Linked DNA regions of Arachis hypogaea: region 2 is linked to region 1. A link is a contact called in public Hi-C data. All regions are on one chromosome and are shown on one strand. Each heading gives the region's core, a stretch centred on a gene start, on an enhancer-like site or on the middle of the called end of the contact. The rest is flanking DNA. Distances are from core to core; before and after follow the strand shown.

Evidence for each region. A called contact is a pair of places that touch in the nucleus more often than the background predicts.
Region 2: a contact with region 1 is called in a Hi-C map of an unstated tissue, with 5 times the contacts expected there. The contact joins the promoter of LOC112804105 here to the promoter of LOC112804079 in region 1. A contact is called at or near these places in 3 of 8 Hi-C or Micro-C datasets (leaf and an unstated tissue).

The regions. Positions count from the first base shown.
Region 1 is chr1:52,927,139-52,931,412 of arahy.Tifrunner.gnm2.J5K5, reverse strand. It overlaps LOC112804079 (protein MHF2 homolog), which reads left to right and starts at 1,820. Exons shown (of 6, transcript XM_025847512.2): 1 at 1,820-1,926; 2 at 2,036-2,084; 3 at 2,164-2,204; 4 at 2,994-3,033; 5 at 3,168-3,221; 6 at 3,306-3,689. The coding sequence starts at 1,903. The coding sequence ends at 3,409. TRNAT-UGU (transfer RNA threonine (anticodon UGU)) reads right to left here and starts at 1,759; the gene lies at 1,688-1,759.
Region 2 is chr1:53,316,517-53,320,790 of arahy.Tifrunner.gnm2.J5K5, reverse strand. LOC112804105 (autophagy-related protein 16) reads right to left here and starts at 2,146. Exons shown (of 5, transcript XR_003818642.2): 1 at 1,669-2,146; 2 at 1,186-1,367; 3 at 888-1,083; 4 at 1-544.

The DNA of each region.
Region 1 (4,274 bases), core at 571-3,070:
AGATGAGGATTTGTAATATGTTTATGCAAGAAATTATGGATGAAAACATAAAAAAATAAAAAATTGAGTTGGAAAACAAAACTACCTCCCCTCCACATTCCTGGCATTAAACGCCCAAATGTTGCCTGTTTTGGGCGTTTAACACCCAACTGTAGCTTGTTTTGGGTGTTTAACGCCCAGTTGTTGCTTGTTTTGGGTGTTTAACGTATCCTGACTGGCGTTAAACGCCAGAAAGCCTTTGTTACTGGGCATTTTTCTAAACGTCCAGAATGCTGTAAGTTTGGAGTTAAATCTACCCTACTAATAATTTGATGAAACATTAAAATGTTAATTTTTTAAACTATTAATTATGTAGAATACTAAATTTGAGATTTAAATACATACAAATTTATTTATAATTAAATTAAAATAAATATATTATATTGCAAAAAATAATTAATTTAATATTATTCATTTTAGCATATATTACTGATTATTTAATTGACATATAAAGAGCGTCAAAAAATTTGTACCTACCAATAGTAGAATGAAAAATCCCATGTATATTTTGTTAATTTCTTTTTTATTTTTTAACCTATTTTATATTGAATAATATTATTTTTTAATGGTTAATAAATTGATATATAACATTGAAAATATGACAACATAAAAATATTTATTAATTAATTTTTTAAATAACTTGACAACCCAATAAATATCTAAACTTTGTGTTATATATTTTTTATTGTTTCAATCTTCATAATTATTTCCTTCTCTTTTTTCTTCTATCTCATGGGCAATATAAATTTTAGTTGATTGTTTTTTTTCATATATCTTCTATTTTTTAAACTATTTTATTTTAAGTTTTAAGTTTATTTTATTGTATTTTTTTTTTTTACTTCAAAAATTTTAGGATCATTGCCTCATGTTTAAACAATTCTAATCATATGATAAAAAAATGGTTCAAGAAAACAAATTTGTATGTGAGCAATTTATTGAGTGTAATTAAAATAAATATATTAAAATATAATAAACAAAATTGTTATTCAACATTTATTAATAGACAACTATTAGAAAAGAAAAAATATTGCATAAATAATAAAAAATGAGTTGACAATATATAAACTAATTTAGACAACTAAAATAAAATAAAATAAATAACAAAAAAATATAGAATTCTATTTTTTTTGTTCTGTAATGCAAAAATAATATATAATATAATGAACTATAATATTCTCATACATAAGAATATGAAACTTAATATTATCCTTTTTCGGGAGTCTCTTTATCTTTTTTATTTTAATTTTCTTAAAAAAGTAACTTATATCATTTAAAATTAAAAATAATTTAATAAATTGAATATATAAAATTAAAAAATAAAATATTTTGTATCACTAAAATTATGCATAAAAATAAAAAATACTTTGAATATAAATTTTTATCTTTATTTTAAATTAAATACTATTAAAAAATAAATAAATAAATTTATACATTGTTTATAAATAATTACTTTGTAAATAATATTTATAAATATGAATAAACTACTAAAATGGTACCTGAAAGTTTATATTGCTGACAAAACAAATCCTAAAAAATACTAACACAAATAAGTTCTTAAAAACTATATTTTTTTAAACACCTTCTAAATATTTTTTATTCTTAATTTTTAAATTATTTTTATTTATTTTAAAAATGAAAATATAAAAATTGCCGCCATGCAGGATCGAACTACAGACCTTCAGTTTACAAGACTGACGCTCTACCACTGAGCTATAGGGGCCTGTTTTTGAGCTGTTTTTAAAACTAATATTTTTGAGATAAAGTTAAAAAATTTTGACAGGAAATTCGGTATTTTATTTTTTATATTATCCCTCCAAACTCTGCAACAATACGAGTGAATCTGATTACTGTAATCACATTGCGATGGGGGAAGCAGCCTTTGAGTGTGTAAAACCCGAAAATCCTTCGTTTCCCGTTTAGTACCTGTTTCTCATCGCTGTCAATTGTACATCTAAGACCTAACTTTCTAGTTTCTACTTGCATTTTTTTGTTGCAGCCTTTGATACATGCCATTCTGAAGCGCGTTTGGACCGCGCGAACCCTTGGTCTCTCTCTTCTTCTTTCATTTCATTCTTTGGTTTATCGGAATTATTACCTTCAATGTTCATGGTTTCCGTTTTGCAGAGCGTGAAAGAATCGAAGCCAACGAAGCGTTGGATTCTGAGGTTAGCAACTCTATTATCTCCAGTTTCTTACTTTATTTTCATTTTCTGAGTTCTCCTTTTGTTGACTTGTGTTTGTGGTTAGACTAAACAAAATTAACAGTTTAATTGTTACTGGCACAAATTTCGTGTTTGATCTTGTGTATTCTCTTTGAAACTAAATTGAAAATGTTAAGCTAATCTTTTTCTCTATGTTTTCCATGAACCTACAAAGCTTAATAACCAGAATTTCAATTTAGATAATGTGAAACTGTGGGCTTTGACATTTCTATGGTTTGCAATGAAGTTTGTCTTAGTTTTCCTTATAGATCAGAGATCCGTTTAGTAAACACAAAATATAAGGTTTCAGAAAGTCCATAGTTAATTTATTGTTAAGTAAAAATTACCTTGATCTCTTCTTAGATTAGGTAATATTACACACAATACCTTATCTTTTGTACAAGTATACTATACTATATTTTATAAAATGTGACACTGAATTCCCATATAAGTTTAGGCATGACAAAAAAATTAGTTTTGTGTTCTTGTGTTATATCGCCTAAATTCAGGAGAGATCTATGTAATGCTCCTTTCTTAATATACTTAGGAATAGACCATATTTGCTTCAAGTGTTTCCATTTCCTTTTGTTTTTTCCCTCTATATTACTTAGGTTCTGTCACATTTGTGATAGTAAGATTATGTAGAACTATTCACCTATAACTTCATTTTCAAAGTAACTTCTGCAATCTATAACATGTTAGCTATTTACTATTGGAATGTGTCAATAATCTGCGCGTCTTTTATTGCTACAGGCAGGAGCTGGAACTTCCAAGAAGAGTCGGCCAACTTCTGGTACTGATACCCATTTGCAATTTATATCATTCTTAGTTGGTAGAAGTTCTATTATCATGTCATGCTATAGTTACGTTACTATGGCAAACTGGACATTTTGAAAAATACACACGCGTCCGTGTTTTCTGATACAGTCAATGGCAATGCACTAAAGCTTTCTTGTGAACTCGTTCGGGTTTTCGTCACAGGTCCGTACTTAAAGAGAAACAATCATGCTTGTTATGACTGTATATAGTGTGTATCATGTTGACAAAAGCCATTTTTTTATGCAGAGGCTGTTCAGCGGGCTGCTGCAGTTGCGGAGGCAGAGGGAAGTACTCAAATAGAACCTTCTCATTTGGAGTTTATTCTGCCTCAGTTACTTCTAGATTTCTAAAGCATTTTAAGATACTTGTTTGTAACTTCTGGTTCCCCCTATCATGATCTATTAGAAAACCAATTATGCTTTGTTGATGGAAGATGTATTTGATACCATCTAATTCCCCACATGTAAGAGTGAAAAAACGTTGGGTTGAGAATTTTCAACTTTTTTCCTGGGGGGGCTAAACTTCTGCTGCTTGATTAACGAATGTATAGTTAGCAATGCAGATGGGACGATTTTCTTGTGCTCATCTTTGACAATAATGACTTAGTAGCTCATGAGTTGACTTGATAAATATTAAAATGTAATACTATACGTCTATATATGAATGCGATGCATAAATTATATCGAAAATAAGTTGGGTCTTTAAAATAATTGAAACAGCTTAAATCAATATATCTCGATAAAGTTAGCTTGTGAGTCAAGCCTTAGGTGTCAAGGATTAGACTCTCTAACAAGTAACCTAAATTTGTCCAAATAAGTGATCAACTAAGCTCAAATGTATTTAAAATGGATACAGGGAATAAGTGTTAAAGATTTAAAAATCATCTGTCTATAAATTAAACTCTGACTGTTCTGTTAATCAAATGACGCAGAAATTACACGAAGTCTGCAAGTTACATTTTCCTCTTAGGTGGTGCTATGCATGGTGTGGCACATACGCCCCGTATTATCCTTATTAAATGTTAAGTTGTTAACTTAAGACAGTTGAATTAACATGCGAATAAAAAAAAAAAAAAAAAAAAAAAGAGGAGTGCAATGTTCCTAATGATGTATTTAACAGAATTATTTTTTTTTTAAAGAGTATTTTGGTCTCCCAAATCATACTTTTTTTTTGGGTACATTTAGATGTATCTTCTTTTGCTGTTTAATAATTGGT
Region 2 (4,274 bases), core at 897-3,396, 390 kb before region 1:
GGAAAATGATTGTGTTAGTGCAGTAGCCTTTCATCAAGTCCCAAACTTTTATAGTACGATCATAAGCCGCACTGACAACATGACGACTTGAAACCTTGCTAACATCAACAGCACAAACTTTTTCGGTGTGGCCAGTAAGGGTATGACGGACTCGGCCTGAATTGAGATCCCAAACATACAAGTTGTTTGAGCTGCTTGCAGCAATGACAGATCGATTATCATGGGTGATAGTGAGATCTAACACAGAACAAAGGCAGCCATGAAGATTAGAACTTACAGTTCCTGTATTTGTATCCCACACTTTAACAGACCTATCCTGTCCCCCAGTGATCAATCTACTAGAATTATACTCAAACAATATGGCAGCACAACCACCTTCATGTGCATTGAGCCTGTATTTACATGTGGAAGGGATATTCGACTCTAAAAAGAATTCAGCACCTTCTTCGCTTCGACGAACTATGCCATCCACCTGCTGCCTAGCAAGTTGTTCTAAACCACTGGCTTTTAGCCGCTGAACCATGTCTTCATACAGCGCATTAGCCTACATACAGTAATATATTATTAGCTGAATTGACAAAAAGCAAGGACTTAGAATCATAGAGCAACCAGAATTAATTTGATTTCTATACATTTTAACTCCTTTAAAAGAAAATAAACTACTGGAAGAGGTTCAAATTTCAAGCAATTGGAAAGTAAGTTAAAAAGTACATGCAATGTATACATGACATTTAGCACAAATTTGACAGTGTGACATCATGACATAGTATAATCTTGAGTATCAGGTCATGCCAAAGTCATATTCATCCTCATAGAGTGTGTACAGCAATACTGAATATCTAATGCCATAAAGTACATATGACGAATAGGAAGATATTGTATTGTACCTCATTGAGGCGTTCAGCATCCTTCATCTTTTCTAACATCCAACGATCAATCAACATCTTATTTTCAGCTTCGGCTTTGTTGGCTTTGGTAGTCATCTGCTCTAGTTGTGCTTTGAGTTCCGAATTCTCACTCATAACCAATTCAAGAGCCTTAATCTTTTGTTCCAAGTCCAACTTTAATTGAGAGCGCTCTTCCCTGCAAAGTTAAGCAGTGATCAATTTCTACAACAGCACAACTTATAAGAAGAAAATAAGGTATCAATGGCTGTTAAAACAAGGAAGAAATATCGCGCGCAACCTCACTTCGGTCAACTCCTTTTGCATTTCGGCAATTGCAGTTTCTTTCACCTGGACCGAAGCTTTCAAAGCTCTAGACTCGGCTACTTCGACAACAAGCTGCTCGGACAGCCGAGACTGAGCTTTGTAGCATTGCTGAAGTTCTAACTGAAGACTCTCTGCTTTCTCTTTCCACTCAGAACCCTTCAAAAGGCACACAAACAAATACATAACCAAATTCAACTTCACAAAATCACTCAAACAATTAAACGCACACAGGACACAATCCAAGCAACAAAATTAACAGACAAATGCTGTGCTTATAATTGTGAATTATCAAAAGTCAACAACTTTTCAGAGCTGTTACTGAACAATATGTAAAATATAACTAGGGATAGGAAATTCGAAATTGCAATTCACTCTATGACCAATTCAAGAATCCCTAATATAAGCATTAATAATAAAATTGTTTAAAGTGAGTAATTTGAGAAAGGGGAAGAGGGACCTGGGAAGCGATGGGTCTTGAGAGAGCTTCAAAAGCGGGGCGATGAGCGGCTTCTTCGAGCAAATGCCGCTTCCGTAGAGCCTTCAAAGCGTTCTTGATCGCATCGTTCGCGATTTCTTCTTGCGACTTGCAAGTTTTTGCCATTGCTGGGAAAAAATCCAAACGCCAAATTAGCCAATCACCACTTTCTGTTAGGATCAAGAAAATATTAATACGAGGCAGGAATTTTACAATTTTGGGGTTGTTAAAATGGTTATATAATAGTTTCAGTCTTTCAGATGGTGACCACGAAGGATTTTACATTTTAGAACAGAGACGTGAAAGAAATTGTAGTCCAGGGTCCTAATGGAAGGGCATTTTCGGAATAGTGCGAATATTGTAGGATGAACAATATTGAACATCACCCAAGGCCTACTAGGCCCACAACAGTAGCACTAGAGCTACTACACCCCTAAGCCTTCACATTTTTTTTTTTAACTCAAGGGTCTTAAGAGCACTTAATGAATGCATATAACCAAAAACAACAGATAGGATCATGCATGTTTTTTAAAATGATTCCGTGGGCAGTCGAGGCCTGGGTCAAATGGCAATTTTATTTGCCTCCCATTGAGTTGTACCGGGTTCAAATCTTAGTGGAAGAATATTGAATTATTTGTGTGTACTCTCATGTAGTGTGTGAGTAGATTGTGTGAGTGTGTAATATATAGGTGTAATGTTTAGGATTGGAAGCTATCCAATCCACTTAGACAAAAAAAAATGAATGATTTCCTAAATGAATAGGACCATCCAATCCACTTAGACAAAAAAAAATGATTTCCTAGATGAATAGGACCAAATGATCGACGACGACCACGACGATAGTAAGAATAATTTATTAATGACCTTCATTGCAGAAGTTTAATTTATTTTCTGAAACCATAAAAATATTTTTGAAAAATATAAGTGTTGATAAAAATATTCAAATATGAAAAAAAAATTTCTCTAACCAACGAGAACTCAATATTTATTGAATTTCTAAAAATAAAAGAACTTTTTTTTGAGAAAATGAATAATGTAATCAATCAATAGTTATATTTTAAAATTCAGTCTTTGACTTCTGATTTGGTAACTTTTTTATTTTTTTTTTGAATTTTTATATTTTTTATTTTATTCATATTTTTAATACATGTTTTGTTGAAAATTGATATTTTCAATTTTTCTACTTTTATTTAATATATCTAAGTAGATCTTATTTGTCAATACATGTATTATTAACTATTGTTGTTTTTAATTGATTTTACCCATTATCCATAACATTGGATTTTTTCTTAAATAAAATAAAAATTTATTTATTTTTCCAAACAAAATATTTTAACTTTATTTTTTAGAATACGATTTTTTTTGTAATAAGGGCAAGTTCATCGTATATGCCGGTTGGAGAGTAAATCAGAAAAGCACAATATCCTTGTTCATTTTCTTTCTCTTACTGTAGACATTTTCTCTACGATATCAAGAAATTCATTGTTATCCATTCATTACGATGGTGAAATAGTGTATGACGAAGAAGGTTTTATCATTTTTAGATCGGAGCAACCGATAATTATCTATATGACACCGGAAGTCGACAGTCTAACAGCTTTGAAGAATTTGATAGTGTATTCCGTCGGGCATCAAGAGGCAAAAAGGATGAAAAAATTTACTACAGATATCCGACCGAAGTAGATGGGAGTTTGTTTTATAAAAGGTATATTACAATTGTATTGTCTCTATCAATATTATATTTATCAGACCATGGTTGTGAGAAATATTTTTGTTGTCTTAAATTAGGTACCGTTTGTGCGATGATGAGGATGTACGGCTTAGAAGGTCGTCGCACAACCGACGGACAAATGTTCATCTGTTGAAATTATTCGTGTATCTCGTTGAGGTGGGTGGCCAAGGATCATCTGTAGATACTATCGATGATAGTCCATTGAGTGGAGCTGTTAGACGAACTATCAGAAAGACTATGGTGGATCTACATATGCCACCTGAGGGTAGTAAGGAGGGGTCTAATGTTGAAGTTCATAATGTTGACTTAATGGACGATGGTGTTGAAAGTCATGATGGTTCTGCTATAAGAGATTCGACGATGGATGAGTATGAAGTTAACCCAAATGACGGAGATGATGTTGATGAAGAACCACCTGAAATTCCTGATGATGGTGACAAGGAAGAAGAGATGAACTACTACGATGACACACAGATCGCTTTGACATAGCCTGTCATTTCTCGACCATATGACTGGCCAGATCATTTCACGAGGTTGAATCTCGATGCGATGACTTCGGATTGGTCGTTAACCCCGGGAGGCTGGTAGCACGAATCCCCACACCTTCGTACTGTTGTACCAGCAAGTGCACTGGGTCGTCCAAGTAATACCTGTGTGAGTTAGGGTCGATCCCACGAGGATTGTGGTTTGAAGTAAGCTATGCTTATCCTGCAGGTCTTAGTCAAGCAGATGAAAGAGTAGGAGATGTTGGTATGATATTTTTAATTGCATAAGAGAAAAGGGAAGAAATAAACAGGATAATTAGAACTCAGAAGTCGTGTAAACTATGAAAAGAGAATATGTAAGGGTTGGAGTT